Regions from separate parts of the Mus musculus genome. Here region 2 is linked to region 1. Evidence: chromatin contacts called from public Hi-C data. All regions are on one chromosome and are shown on one strand. Each heading gives the region's core, a stretch centred on a gene start, on an enhancer-like site or on the middle of the called end of the contact. The rest is flanking DNA. Distances are from core to core; before and after follow the strand shown. Region 1 overlaps 7530428D23Rik (RIKEN cDNA 7530428D23 gene). Region 2 overlaps Tbl1xr1 (transducin (beta)-like 1X-linked receptor 1).

Evidence for each region. Hi-C and Micro-C count contacts between places; a contact is called where the count stands out from the background.
Region 2: a Hi-C map of liver shows a contact between it and region 1, with 2.7 times the contacts expected there. The contact joins two enhancer-like sites. A contact is called at or near these places in 1 of 39 promoter capture datasets (neural stem cells), 1 of 15 datasets of contacts at CTCF or cohesin (the NIH/3T3 cell line), 5 of 484 Hi-C or Micro-C datasets (bone marrow-derived macrophages, extraembryonic endoderm stem cells, liver and 1 more) and 2 of 115 datasets of contacts at active chromatin or transcription factors (embryonic stem cells and microglia).

Annotation. Positions count from the first base shown.
Region 1 is chr3:21,790,305-21,793,749 of GRCm38.p6, forward strand. All of the region lies in intron 1 of 7530428D23Rik (RIKEN cDNA 7530428D23 gene), which reads right to left. Among named protein-coding and RNA genes, the nearest start is that of 7530428D23Rik, 8.7 kb to the right of the region's middle. Within about 2 kb of position 2,162, at least 13 of the 459 cell types and tissues checked have an H3K27ac peak or open chromatin away from gene starts, as enhancers often do. A contact at or near this core is called in liver, where this site is marked.
Region 2 is chr3:22,089,836-22,093,510 of GRCm38.p6, forward strand. The region is part of intron 1 of Tbl1xr1 (transducin (beta)-like 1X-linked receptor 1); the gene reads left to right. Among named protein-coding and RNA genes, the nearest start is that of Tbl1xr1, 15 kb to the left of the region's middle. Within about 2 kb of position 1,541, at least 126 of the 459 cell types and tissues checked have an H3K27ac peak or open chromatin away from gene starts, as enhancers often do. A contact at or near this core is called in liver, where this site is marked.

The sequences.
Region 1 (3,445 bases), core at 912-3,411:
TTCTATCAGGGCAGGGAGGCTGGGTAACTAGTGACTGGCATGGCAGCAGCAGCAGCAAGCTAACAACTCACATCTTCAAATGTAGGCATGAAGCAGAAAAGGTCAAATTGAAACAAGATGAAGCTCTCTAATCTCAAAGCCTACTCCCAGTGATATACATTTTTTAGTCAGTCACACCTCCACTGATCTCACACTTGGCCCTTCCCATTTCTGCTTTAGCTCCCAGGATTAAATGGAGATGTTATTTAGGCCTACCAAGACAGCCTGTCTAGTCTCAGAGAACCTCATAACAGCCCAGGTCACCACTGATTCTCTGACCCTTCCAACTCTGCCTCAGTGAAGACTCAACACTCTGATAGCCACCACGCATTTTCAACAGCCTGCAATTATTCATCTGCTTCCTTTATTTGGGAAGGAATTTGAGTCCCTGAAGTGTACAGGGAAAATACTCTTGACTCAAAGCCTTCAAGGGTATAGTGCCACTCTGGATTTAAACAAGCTTCTATTTATCTTGTCACTTAGTGGAAAATCAAAGAGCTAAACAGGTTACTTCCCCCAAACTGCAAACTCTGGGCTTCTTTACTAAGTCAACACTCCTCAGAAGTACACCTTTCCTCCAGAGAGTCTAAGAGGCTATTCTGTGATTGTGAGAGTGAGTTCGGAGCATAATTCCTTAATAGATAGTATTTCAATCCATTCTATGGTTCCTGGCAGGTGTGTGAGTGCTTCTCACTATCACCCCAATGTTCTGGATTCTCAAAAGAAGATACACACACATAGCCTTATATTTTACTTACCTTAAACAACATGACTGGGCCACTCCCTAACTCCCTAACTGTCTAACATATACAGTTCCTATATGATATTCCTGAGTTAATACTTACTAAATCTATATTTTTGTCTTTGCTCCACTGGACCCTGCTGTGCAGCTCTCCTGAAGCTGTTTTTGCCCTGCACTTACATGCTGGTGGTCTTACCCTCCTACACCCTTCCAGCCTGGTCTATCTCCTATGCCTTCATCATGGCAGAATCTCCTCTTCGGCCTTCCCTGGTCCCTTCCCTAGAATCCTAAAAGTCCTGCCTCTGTGTCTCTGTCCAGCCATTGGCTTTCAGTAACATTATTGACCAGTCAAAAAACAACTAGGGACAGGCTCCATTTAGTCCTATGTGCAGGACATTGCAAACAGGTTTTAAGTAACATAATTAGCACAAGAACACAACCTGCAGCAATTCCAACCTGGACACTCTGATTGAGTAACTCTAAATGGTCATGCTGCCACACCTGATCCAAGAAGGACCTTGGCAAACACTGGCAAGATCATGGCCACAATGCCTGGGAACATGCACAGCCAATATCAGAGGGCAAATGAGTTTCTCCAGGAAGTCTGTGACATTTCCGTAAAGGTAGTAACTAAGTTCTATAGGCAGAGTGATCAGTCTGGGCCAACAAGACAACTCAGCAGGTAAAGGTGCTTGTCTCTAAGTCTGATGGCTGAGTTTAATCCCTGGGACTCAAATAGTAAAAGGAGAGAACTGACTCTGGTAAGGTGTCCTCTTGTGAAGGTCCTGTGGTAAGACCTTCACACTTACACCCATGCCCACACAGAGTAACTTAACTAACGTAAAAAACAAAACAAAACAAAAAACAAAAAAAAACCTTGCTTAAAAAGTAACCAGTCTTCAACACTCTAAAAAGCTCAGAGTACATCTCTGCTGATATTTGGTTTCCTCACTTTATGTAAATATTCTAAGCTTTTACTCTATAATTTAAAAACAACCTATTTCCAATCATTGTCATGCATTACCATTAATGCAGTGTGTTGGCAAAGAGCTGGGTAAGTGGCCTTGGCTCCTGATAACAGTGTTTTTGGAGCTGTTTGAAAGAGAAGGGAACCAAGAGTGGCACCACGCTAGTGAGTGTGTACTCTTCTGCATTGCACAGAGGAGCACACATTGAGGTTGGTAGCATATTAAAAGGGAAATGAATGATGAGATTGGAAGTCCCAGCATTGTACCATTCGTGGACACCAGCAGCATTCACAAGCAGCTGCTTTATTCCTTTTGATCACAGAGAAGTTCGTGAGGAGTGGCTTTGCTTTATCTGTTAGAAGCTATCTAGTAAAAGGAGCACTTGCTAATGATTAACTAGAAATGGCTCTGAAGAAGATTTTAACACTCCCAAAATGACTGAGCAAAGTTCAAATGAGAAAGTGTTTGCCTGGAAGTATAAGGACTCAAGTTTGATCCCTCGGAACTTACCTAAAATCAGCTAGGTGTGGTGTTAGGGTAGAGTTCTCTTTTTCCCTCCCCCACTTCTGTGTGTGTGTGTATGTGTGTCTGTACATGTATGTATATAGTAAAAATTAATAATAAAAAAGAGGCCATGAAATTGAAAAAGGGCAAAGGAAGAGTTGGGAAGTAAAGGGGGAGATGAGATGATTATATTATTATCTCAGAAGAATAAAAGTAGTATAAAAAGGGAGACCACATAGACACACGGAAGCCAAGGTAGAGTCAGGCTCTATGGTGAAAAAGTCACAGCACCACAAAAGCTCAGCTTGTTTATTGCATACAGTTGTACAGGAAAGTTAATACACGCAGCTGAACAAGAAGGTTGGTTATTACATACAGAGAAACAGGAGGACGCGTCGCGTTGTTATACACATCTGAACAAGAAGACGGCTTAGCAAATCTCAGTATGAGTAATGGCTGTTGGACAGCAGTCTTCAGGACATAAACATCCAAGAGGAGAAGTCTATGCACACTGGCCACATCCACATGAAGAACTGAGGAAGGCTGTGTAATCCTCTGAGCCTCCCAGGAACACTCTGCTACCTCCACGGGCTGAGGCATTGGAATCCTTGACATGGCCATGTCAACAATGTACTTTTACGCCAGACTTGCTCCCAAAAATGCTCAACCTGGGAAGGGGGGGGGGGGGTATGGGTGAATGTGATCAAAATACATTATATGCGTCTATGGAATTCTTAAAAATTAGTATTTTTAAATTGCAATAAGACATAAAAGGTTAGAATTTTTTTCATTTAGCTTTACTTCTCCTTTTCCTTACCCAATCTGTTGAGATGATCAGGCACTGACAGAATCCTAAAACCTCAACTTACAAGCTGGTGTACAAAAAGTCAGTGAAAATGAGTGTTTTCTGTGCTACTGAATGCAGAATACACAGTTGCCTATTTTCAAAGTGCATATTGAGACCCTGAAGAAACCCTGTAACAGTCCATGAAACACAGGCCATTTATATTGTGTGTCTTCTTGTTCCTTCCCAGCCTTTGGCTTCCGGAATGTCAAAAACATGTAATTATCTTTGAGTTACTCTCTCAAACTGTGCCTTCAAACAAGCCCTTCAGTTTGAACTTGCAAATTTCTCAAAATAAAACTTCCTACTGGTGAAAATAAATGTCTTCATATACAATTATTGTCAGAA
Region 2 (3,675 bases), core at 291-2,790, 300 kb after region 1:
TGGTTCTTGACTCCCTGTTCTTTGTAATCTGGATCCTCACTAAACCATTTCTCTTTGGTTCTGGTCTTATGTGAGCTCTTGGTCCACCATATACCTCAGGTGGTCTTTCCTTTCACTGCGGTGCACGTGTAAGGCTTTGAGGCTATGCAGTGCACAAGTCATGCATTCTGTCTCCTGCTGACTTTTGAAGTCACTTGCTGTGTCATGGAAGGAACTTCACTTTCATTTTGGGTCTGTGTTGAATGTTGACTGATGGCAGAGCTCTTTCATTTCATGGTTCTGAGTGGAAACAAAACAGATGGAAGAGGAAAGAGAGGGTTAGAGTTGGGAGAAAGAAATAGAAGTGGCTCTCACGCTTGTGAGCTGGACATGACCTTAGCTACTGATGCATACTTCCTAGATAATCCAAAACTACTGGAGATGTGTGGAGTAGAGGGATGTGTAGAAGTTAACTGAGCTGTCAAGATCTGGTGTTTTCAAATAATCGTCAGAAAGGAATGTTTTGATTATTTCTTCAGAACCAGATCTGCATTTGAGAAACAGGGTTTCTAGTTTACAAATGAACTAAAGTGATTGCCACAGTACTTCACTGATATTTTCAAAGAATTAAAAATTCACCAGTAAATTTTAATTAGGAAGGAAATTGCACTGAGAAGTGTGTTCTGGCACTTTGCCCTGGTGTTGCTCTGTGTGGCAGTCAGGAGGAATTTGTTCCTTTGGGCTCTTCCTCTTGTAGCCTCCTGTCCCTTTGGGTGTGTAACTTGACCCCTGAGGCTGCACTCTGCTTGCTTGTGGATGTGTTTTTGAACTTGTTAATTCTCAATCTCTTTGCTTTTTGGGTCAGCTCTTGTGCAGCACAGGCTGGCGAGCTTCATGGCTCCTTTATCTTTTTTGTGTTTGTCAAATGACTCAGACTTCTGGATGGGTACCCTGGTAGGTTGCTCCCTTTGTTTTGACAAAGTGGCATAGATGATTTCTACAAGTTGAGAAGTGCGGTGTTCCCCCCCCCCCCCAAGTAGTTTACTATTAACTTTAAGCAAACATGACGTCGGCCAGTGAGGTAAGGTCGCTTTCCTCCAAGACTCATAGTCTGAGTCCATAAGAATGCCATGTTGGAATGAGAGAAAGGACTTGGTGAAGCTGTCCTCTGACCTGCACTTGTGCACAGTGGCACTCTGCCCACATGCACGTAGGACATGACACCTGTGTACATGGTGTTACGTACTGGCTGTGGTTTGAAGCTGCCTGAGGAGGGCTCAAGTGTCAGTGTGGATAGTGGAATGAAAGCTGCTGAGTTCAGGAATAAAGGAAAGTTTGGAATCATTTAATTTACTGACTTCCATTCCTTGCAAAATACCACATATATCTCATGGGTTTAAGTAGCGTGGAAATTTGAGGACAAGCTCAAAAGAATGGCTCAGGGTGTGGAAAACAGGGAAGTTGAGTGGCTGTAACAAGACAGCTGCTCTGGCTTCTGCACCCTGTCCTCCTGGTTCTTGTTTTGCCTGAGCAGCAACAGTAGAGCTCATGAACCGGAGCAGCTCAGGAGGCTACTGAGTTCTTGCTTACTCTTCAGGGATGTTTGGCCGACCAGCTTTTCAGTGTCTCCCCTTTCACCCCATTTTGCCTTTTTAGGAGAGTGCCCCACACTATAGTCCTGCTGGCCTGGAAAACGATATGAAGACTAGTTTGCCCTCACACTTGCATTTATGCCCCTGCCTCAGCTTCTGCCTCCCTTGTATTGGGAGTACTCTAAGGGCTCCAGGCTTTTTGTCTTTTACTGCATTGGTACCCCTGGGATTGGATTCTGCTCAAGTCTTGTTCAGCAGTCTCAAACAGTCTGGTTTTTGTTTTTCTACCTGAAATTAAACATTTTTCTCATGAGAAGTTAGCCACTAAAATTTTTATTAGTGTCTTAATTTGGATCATTGATTTTGGTAATGTTTGTTTTAAAGTTGTGTAAGGTTCCATATTCGCTAAAGAATGATACCCTGGACTCAAATAGTATGTAAACACAGAGTGTTTTATTTTGTAGAAGTCCAACATGCTGGGGTTTCCCAATACCGGAACCTTGCAGGTCTGGTTTAAAGCACATTAGTAACTTCCAGGGTCAGTGACCCTTATGGTAATCTGTTGGCTGGAAACTTCTTAGGAGATGTCTGGAAACCGCTGCTGTCCTTGCCTCAGGCCAGGTGACAGACCTGGAGTTGCCCAGATCTTGGAAACAGATTCAGGTCTAGTCTCTTTTTAGGTAAGTACACTGTAGCTGACTTCAGACATGACAGAAGAGGGAGTCAGATCTCATTACTGGTGGTTGTGAGCCATCATGTGTTTCTGGGATTTGAACTCAGGACCTATGGAAGAGCAGTCAGTACCTGCTGAGCCATCTCCCCAGCCCCAGGCCTAGCCTCCGTAACTGCCAATTTGAAGTCTGTCATGGAATCAGCCTCCTCGGTTTTTATGGGTTTTGAATGTCCCATTTTTCTGTTTTAAATTCCTGTTATCTTCAGCATTTGACTTTGCATAGATTGAAGTTTTCCACCAATCTGAGTTGCGTTGAGAATCTGTAGCAGAAACACCTTCATGTGCTGACATCTGTTGCCTTCCCTTTCTCTTTTCTCAAAGGGGCTACAATCTATATTCACATCAATAAGGCAGAGTCAGGAGCTGGATTGCAATGTATTAATAGCTAGCCTGGTCTACATACTGACTCCTGGATAGCCAGGGCTACATGGTGAGATCTGGTCCCAAAAATTCAACCAACAAACAAAAAGGCTGAGTATGGTGGTCTGCACCTGTAATGTTTACACTTTGGAGGGTCAGAAATTCAAGGTTCGCTTTGGCAGTAGAGCAAGTTCAAGTCAGCCTGGGCTGTGTGAGGTTATGGCACACAAAATAAAACCAAGACCACACAAAATAACACCAAGACCACCATCACTACCACCACAAAAAACATAACGAATAAAACACAAAGTGGGGACAGTTATTATTTAGTATGTGATGACTATCTTTTCCTGACTACACATCTCACACTTCATAGTGACTTCCCCTCTGGCACTGCCTGGCCAACCCTGGCAGCTCCGTACCCAGGGATGTGTTTGCTCCTGCCTTAGCTGCTTTGTTCTTCATATCAGGCTCTGCCCTGAAATAGGCATGCACAGTGAAGTTAGTGCTCACCCCATGTGACCCTTAGGTCTCTTGTTACTACTACCATTTTACGATGACAGATCTTCCTGTATTGACACCTTCTCCTTTCTGCATATTTAAACTGGGTGAGAGCAGGCATGGGTTCGGTTTCCCTTGTCACGCTCCCAGGACCTGGAACAGGACTTGGAGGTGTTTAGTTAGTATTTTTATGCCTATTAACTCTTTTTGACCTGCTGATAGCTTTAAATGGATTTACTTTTATCATGGGCTATGTAACAGCTCTTTAATCTGGCATTTAGGACGGGCTAGAGGAGCTGAGATTACATTGGTGTTTACATAATTTTTGTAGCTAGTCTCAGTAGTTGAATCAATCTGGAAAAAAATAGGTAAAGGGATAGTTTAAGAACTGATACTAGGGGCTGGAGAGATGGCTCAGCGGTTACGAGCACCAACTGCTCTTCCAGAGGTCCTGAGTTCAATTCCTAGCAATCACAGGGAATTGAACTCACAACCATCTGTAATGAGATA